2 separate regions of the Drosophila melanogaster genome follow, and region 1 is linked to region 2. Evidence: chromatin contacts called from public targeted proximity ligation data. All regions are on one chromosome and are shown on one strand. The core of a region is the stretch at or near the end of the contact, and the rest is flanking DNA. Distances in the headings are between cores, read along the strand shown. Region 1 overlaps Pli (Pellino). Region 2 overlaps pnt (pointed).

Region 1 (3,636 bases), core at 151-2,650, 550 kb before region 2:
TGGAGGTTCTTTCAAATGCCCTCTGGAGTGGTGGGTATTCGGGTTGGAATCGATCCGAACCGAACTGAGGCGTTTATATGGGTCAATAGACTGACGATCGATTGATAATGGCTTGTCAGATAATTGTTGTGCCAGTTTTTCCCTATTTCCAATTTACTTCTTTGGCTTTTTTATCATAAATAGAACTTATAGATGGAGTTTCTTAATCAACTTTCAGGAAAGTAGGGAACCTCTCGTTTAGATTTATTTATTATTATAAAATAGGCGATAGCTTGGTTTAGTTACTTTATTTCCTTGCTTTTGGTCGATGTGTTTATTATGTCATAACGATTTTAGTCACGCATCTGTGTCGACAATTTTCATAACTTTTTCTTTATTGTTTTGCTTTCTTAGCTTTTCTTTTCTGCTTTGTTTCTGCTGCGTTTGCTTTTAGCACCTGCAAAATGTAACGCTTTGGTTTTTCTACACACACTTTTCACTCGCCTTTCATTTGGCCAAATTATGTCACATTTTGTTTAAATGCTTATTTAAACAGCGCCAAAAAGTTTCAATTTCCGTTTGCTCATTAGGCCGAGGCGTGCTGTTGGTTTTGGGACGTTTCGAAGCAGTTTAGAGGGGAATTGGTAGGTGAAGGAGGGCCAACATAATTAAGCGCTTTCCGACCAACTACGGGCCGACAGAGGAACCGCCCACACGCAGCGGTAGAAATAACTTAATGCCCCATCAAACTAGCTGCGATTTCGTTTCGCCTTTGCTGCTGCACATGCAAATACCCTGGAATATGGCAAAAAACAAAGCAGCGAAGAATGCCAAGTGATAATGTTTACAATTACGTGAAAACCAACTCTAAACATAAGTGTAAAGTGTAAACTATGAATAAAGAAGTAAAAATACATTTCCACAAGGGTAACATCTAGTCTTGTTTCTATCACTACGAGTATTACTTTATTCTCTTTGCGGATGATTTATTCTTCCCTTCTAATATTTTTTGGGTGCTAATGAGTTTAACAACCTGTGGCCAACACTGCGCCACTTGCTTCTTATCAAAGTCCAAAAGTGTTATCGCAATATAAAAAAAAAAGTGCATATCAAACTTGTGAACCCATGACATCATATACACACAGCTAAAAGAATAGATGATGAAATGGTTATGGCACATGCAGTACTTCAGTGTCTTATTTTTGCTGACCGTTCCCAGATCCATTTAGAGGGGCAGAATAATTAAATGCCATCTATTGAGAAGATGGTGATGTTGATGATGAAGATGATGATCATGGGAGAATGGTTTCTATAGTCGGGCAAGCAAATATCGTTCCCTTCATTCTCCACTGTTTATTTCTTCTATCTATAAGCTTGTCATTAGTTTCATAATCACGCATACTGGCAGCAAAAAGTCGTGCGCAGCTCAACCCAGCACTTGGCATTTGTTTATTAAAATTGCTGAAAGCAACGCGAGCGATAATGACGTTTGGCCATAAAAACGAAGAAATTAGCATATTCATGCTTTCATTACGATGACAAACTGCAGGGAGGCGGTGATGGGAGCAGTTCGGTTTTCTATGCCACTAATGCATCCCAGCCAAAAGTGAGACAAAACAATGCACCAAATCGGAGCAGACAACTTGGTAATGGAGGCTACTGCAGAAATAGAAACACTCCACGAATGAAAAGCGAAATGGGTTGTTTCTCCATCTTGGCACTCCGCGTGCTTTTTTTATTTTTAGACAAAATAAAAACGAGGAGGGTAAAAACTAAAAACGAATACTACTGTCAGTCGGCAAAGGAAAATCCATAAACTTAGGAACATAATGTAGCCAAAGCTTGAGGAAATCTAGCCACGCAACGATCAAAGGGTTCCGAAAATACTCTTCTCGGCCAATAGAAGTTTACAGCGCTGAGAACTAAAAGCTAACAATATATAAAGTGAATTCCAAAGAAAATATAAATTGTCTTTATATTTATAGTTAAGATAAGATATAAGTATAGACTTCCTGACTTACATTCTCTTTAATCGAGATATTTATTTATAGCTTTAGAATGTTGATACGAAACCAGATATTTGGTAGGCTTACAAATAATCCGATAAATAGATAAATACTATTTATTCATACTAGTTTGGATGTCTAGATATATTCACCATACCTCTTTTTGCATAGAGTCTTTGCAAAAAAAAAAAAACGTGCTCAAGAGCAGCTCAGACGTTTGCTTTTGCCAAGTAAACTAAATACACTTTTTTTTTTTGCTGCCCTGGCCGTCTGTTTGTTTGTTTAATTTTAGTCAGCTTTGTTTTGGTCGCCTGGGTGCGATGGAGTAGTGCAAATTTGTTTGCCAAAAAAGCAGCTGGGAAAGGCAAGGCGATGGCAAAAATATTGTTCGAGACGTGCGGCTGCATAGGCAAACAAAAAAATCCAAAAACTGGCAAGATCAGGGAGCAGTGCCGGACAAAAAAGTATAGCTTTCATTGTTCAGTTTAGACATGTGTTTTGTAAGAAAAATACAATACAATATAAGACCAAACTACCAGCGACGCCAAACAAGCTTTTAAATGAAATTTCTGCTGATTATGTAACAAACTGAAAGCGAGTGTGGGACAAAGAAAGAGCTATCTTTGTTGTTTTTCCAACCGGGTGCTTAAAGAAAAGTGGTTAAGAAATTGACGAGCGGCAATTTGCATAAATGGAATTAGTGAGCCGCCGCTAACAAGGCTTAAAAAACCCAGCCCAGACCCAAAAACTCTTTGACCCTGCCAGTCGATAACAATAAGTTGTATCTGAAAGATACACAGTCCTGCGCTCTGTATATTTTACGTGTAGAAGATATTTTATGGTACAAGTGTTCTAATGAATTACCTAAATGCACATCTCCTTGCAGTCCAAAGATCGTTCACGAATGTATGTATCTGCGCTAGTTTCATGGATAATTTGTTGCTTATGTGTATACATTTTACTTGGCTTGCTTATTTTTTATGCTCCGCAATTTGGATGTTCTCTTTTGGCCATTCTTTGTGCTTGAATTTCGCTGGCAAAACGAGTTTTTTTTTCGTGAATGTTTTTTGAAGTTGTCTCAATGAGAGTTTCATTCTTGAAATGCAAACAGCTGTGTGGCAGAGACATGTGCACAGATACAGATACAGATACAGATGCGGATATGGATACAGATACGAATACGAATGCGAATGCGAATACTGAGATACAAGCACTCAGATACAGATACATCCACGGCATGTGAATGGGCATGGGAAGCATGAGAAGAGCCCGGCATTTCGCCCATCAGCTAACCCAAGCACAGACCGCAAATTTAACCATAAAATATGGTAACGAAACACCTGCTCTTACCTGCGCAAAAAAAAAAAGTGTCGTCTGTCCGCCCTTCTCACCTGAGTGAGTGTTCTGTGTTTGTGCGTGTGTATGTGTGTGGCTGCCATTGTTTCCCTCCTGTTTATTGTTTAATCTGCCATTGCACTTTGCTGGTTCTTGCATTTATTTGGCATGACACTCGAGGGGCGACACTGCAGTTTGAATATTCTACTAGCACTTCTTTACCCTACTCAAATTTCAAATGCTACGGATGAACAAGAAGTGGAACTATCTATTTCTGCTCTTCAACTACACTTATCCACTGTCGCCGCATGTAAAT
Region 2 (4,184 bases), core at 576-3,075:
GTGCAATGGCAACAAATACGGCAGTCGAGCTCTTTGATCTTTGATCCTAAAAGAAACACAAACCCCACAACCAAAGAAAATCCCCAACCCCTAAGACAATTCATAATTAGTGGAAGAGCGGGCAGGAAGAACAATCGATAGCATATAGATAACCCGCACAGATCATAAACTTTAGTTTTTGTGGGATATTTTTTCAAAATTTTCATTGGGGCTTTTTCCCTTTTTGTCGTTTGATGTTTTTCCCCCCAAAAACGGAAAATAAACAATGTTTGCAACTGGAATTTATTGTGCCAAAAAAATAAGAACTGCGTTTCATATAAATCGGTTTAGATATTATCGTATTGAATGTAGTTGTACATATATGTATATTGGTACCGTGTTTGTTTGTTTGTAAACATTGACAAGTTCCGTTGAAGTTGCGATTGCAGTTGTTGGAAAATTTGGAAAATCGAAAATGCCGCGCTGTCTGTTTCGGGTTTTCTCAGCTTTTACCAGCTTTGCAGCTCGCTCTGTATATTGTATATCTGCTGTTTGTGTTCTTTAATGTCTAGGCCTTTGTTTTTCTTGTTGAAACAAAATACCCATAAAAATTTGAAAAACATCATTTTTTTCTTCTTTCTTGTTGCCTTGAATTTGGTTTCCTTGGGGCATATTAAAAATGAATTTATTTGCTTTTAGCCAGAATATCGCAGTGGTGAGGCGAAGCAACCGACCAATTCTCGGTTATCTGGGACATACGATTGATCTCAGTTCCGTTTGGCATTGTTTTGCCTCTCTTTTTCGTCCGCATAGTGCTTTCCTTGTCGCACTCACCCGAATGTGAGAGTTTTCGTTTGATCATCAAGTTTATGGCTTGCAATTGTTATTGGGGATTTCCATCGATTGACTTTGGCCTGTCCATATAAATTTGTATTCTCCTGTTGATCGTTTGCTAAATAAACATTTTTACTCACTGCTAGTGTGGATGGAAAAAACAACAACAGCCGCGATAGCTGCCAAACGTTTCTCACTTTCGAGTCAAATAATCGCGGCTATAAAGTTATGTCGGAAACATATATGTATATATTCTGATGGAAATTTTCATGTTCTTGGAAGTGCATTTCAAGCTGGAAATTTCGTAGAATATTGTGTAAAACATATATTTTTATCAGCAGATTTTTTTTTTTTGGCTAAATCAAGTTACAGTGTAAGAGTATGCATGCACTTGTGGGTTTTTCGGCTGCAAATAATCAAGTTGGCACAAAAACACGTTTATCGTTAAGCAAGATGGTCGAAAGTAAATAAAAATCAAACAAAATTTTAAAATTGAATTTACTGCATCACGAAGAGAACTCTAGCATGCCATCCTAATCTAAACCCTTAACGATTTGATCTTACCGATCAAAATCTCCTTTGCACACTTAAAGCTCGGTCAATTTACTGAAATTGTTGTAAACTACGAATGCTGATGTACATTATGAATAAATGCAATTAGACAAAGTGTCCGTCCATGTCCGCCCACCATCAATTTAGAGAACAATTAAACAAGAGATCTCGCAAAGAAGGCTGGTGAATTGGTTTTGTATGTGTTGTGAGATTTCCATGGGCTAATTGAATGGAATTAAAAATGAAAGAACCAAATTAAAGACAGCACTTGGCGACACAAATTGAGAGAGGGGAGCCGTCAGCTCGAAATGTTTCCTAGAATTCCGGACTTTATCGGCAATGAGTCAAGAATGTTTGCCAGCAACCATGGCCTATCTACTGTTAGTGAGTATATATTGCATATATGTACATATGTATGCATAACTATCGCAGGGTCAAGCTGTCTGCTGGACTTTTGAGGGCTACTAGACAGCGGGTTGCCTTTGTAATCAGCCATTGAATTTCACTACCTGTTGCAGTGTGACTCAGTCCAGTTCGAAAAATCCAGACTGAGTCCCCTTCGAAAAATCAGTGCAGAAATTATTGAAGGGGGAGACAAGATCTCGGCGCGGCTTGAGAAATATTTTTTTTTGCCAAAAAAAAAAAGAAAGAAATATTAAATGGGGGAAAAAGAGAAACCGAACAGAAGGAGCGATTTTTTGGACCGATTTTTCCCACGCCACAGACGCCAAGCGAGCAGAGTCCTTGATCGTCCGCAGATTGGGGGAGTGGAGAGGGGTCAAAAGCCGCCAAAGGACTCAACAAGTCGGACATGACCGCGGCCAAAAGAGAGGGTATGCGATCTTTTCATTAGGATCATTAGCAGGTAAAAGCTGCAGGACACAGACATATTGTGTGTTGTTAATCTTTCGGCAGTCCTCGCCTTCGCTTGTGCTTGTGTGCGAGTGAGTATCTGTGTAATTTGAGTCTTTTTAACATCCCATTTAAGCGCAAAGCATTAATATATGTTTGCATATGGACTTGTATTTGGAATCTGTCAAAATAACACAACGAACAATTCAAGTTCAAGTGCGTGGGAATTTTATTTTCTGCGAATTTCGCTTTCTGTGAGAATGGGACACAAAAGAAGTTCATAGAGGGTTTAAATGTGGTACAGCAATTAAAATGATAAAAGTTTTAGAAATTTTAATTAAATCAAACGTTTAGAGTTGTTAAATCGTAAAGGAAATACTTTCCTTTTGATCGTTATTAATGCTTTCATTTTTTTTTTTTGAATGCAATGCATCATCTTTTAATTGATATTATTGCTGGACCCTTCCAATTGAGGACCCTTCACTTTCATATCCTTCTCAAAATTTCACTCTCTTGATATTGGGATTTTCTACACCGTATTTGCACCCTTAATCCCCAGCAAATGCCATAAATATAATCCGCTTTATGCGCACTTCGTGCGTAAATCATTCTCTCGTGCAGTTGGCTAAATAAATATTCCCATAATTATGGAACACACCTGAGGTGCAACACTTTTCATGTCCATTGATTGTCGAATGGGGGCTACTACCTACCTTTCAAATTGGGCAATTAATTTGCGTTTCCCTGCCCTTTGCCGACGGAACAATCGGTCAAATTGGGTTCGATCGTTTTGCACCCTGTAGACGTGACGCACTGCATCTCCACGTATCTCGAAGAATCTCAACTGCAGCATGCAACTCACTCGCACACACACACACACACACACATGCCATTTAAGTGTTGAGTGTGTAATTTTATATTTCCGGTGTAGTAAGTTTCGTACGACAACTCCTCGGTTCTTTCTTTTCCCCCCCCCCCCATTTTTTTTTTATTTTTTCACCAGGGTCGCACAGCTCCCTCTTCTTCTTGTTAGCCAGCGCACTTCTCTTTTACACTTGCTTCGCCCCGTCTCTTTCTACTTTTGCTGTTTCAGCTGCAAAAGTGCAACAAGAAGAAGCCGATCGTCTCGCTGATTTTTTCCTATATGGCCTTTTATTTTTTTGTATTTTTTCTTTTTCGAACGTCGTCAACAACATACAATTCCTGCAATTATTTTTATATCGAAAACTCCCCGCACACACACGATACACACACACACACACACGCTCACTCCCCCTTTTCAAGATTCCAACTCCAACTCCATGCCTCCTGTCATGCATACGTATTTATTTATACTCGAATGTGTATTTTGTCGTAATTTGGCTGCACATTATTTGATTTATTTGCTTTCAATATAATTTTCAGTTGGTCTGTCCGTCCGCCATTCTCTTTCCATTTTTTATCGAGAATTTTAAGTTTGTTTTCCTCGTTTTTTTTTTCGATATTAAGGAAACTTAAGGTGCATTTACAGAATTCGAAGAAATGTTGTGATCTCGAAAATATGTAGAAGAATATATATGTGAATTTGTTCTTTAAAAATTCTTAATCAAAAAGCGTGTTAAATATTTAAAAATATACTTTTAAAGATAACATCACTAGTAAATGAATAAATAGATAAAAATGAATAAAATAAATAAATGAATAAATTTTGAAATAAGTAAATGGACAAAAATGTATAGTAATTATTTTATATATATTATATATATTTTATGTTCTAGGGTATTTGCTGGTCTAAAATCAAACCAATGCATTTTGCGGCTATGCCTTTTTTTATGTTGACAACATTTTCCAAGAACTTGTCACATTTTGCCTCTGTTTGAATTTGTATTTATTTAATTCCTCTTATAACGCCCCTTTTATTGACTTAATTTACGATTTAAGCACTAAATGAGAAGCGTTCATCAAACCCAAACAAACAACTACATATA

What was found.
Region 1: a contact with region 2 is called in a targeted proximity ligation map of the Kc167 cell line, with 4 times the contacts expected there.

Annotation. Positions count from the first base shown.
Region 1 is chr3R:23,869,090-23,872,725 of dm6, reverse strand. The region is part of intron 2 of Pli (Pellino); the gene reads left to right. Among named protein-coding and RNA genes, the nearest start is that of snRNA:U1:95Ca, 11 kb to the right of the region's middle.
Region 2 is chr3R:23,318,147-23,322,330 of dm6, reverse strand. The region is part of intron 3 of pnt (pointed); the gene reads left to right. Among named protein-coding and RNA genes, the nearest start is that of lncRNA:CR46090, 14 kb to the left of the region's middle.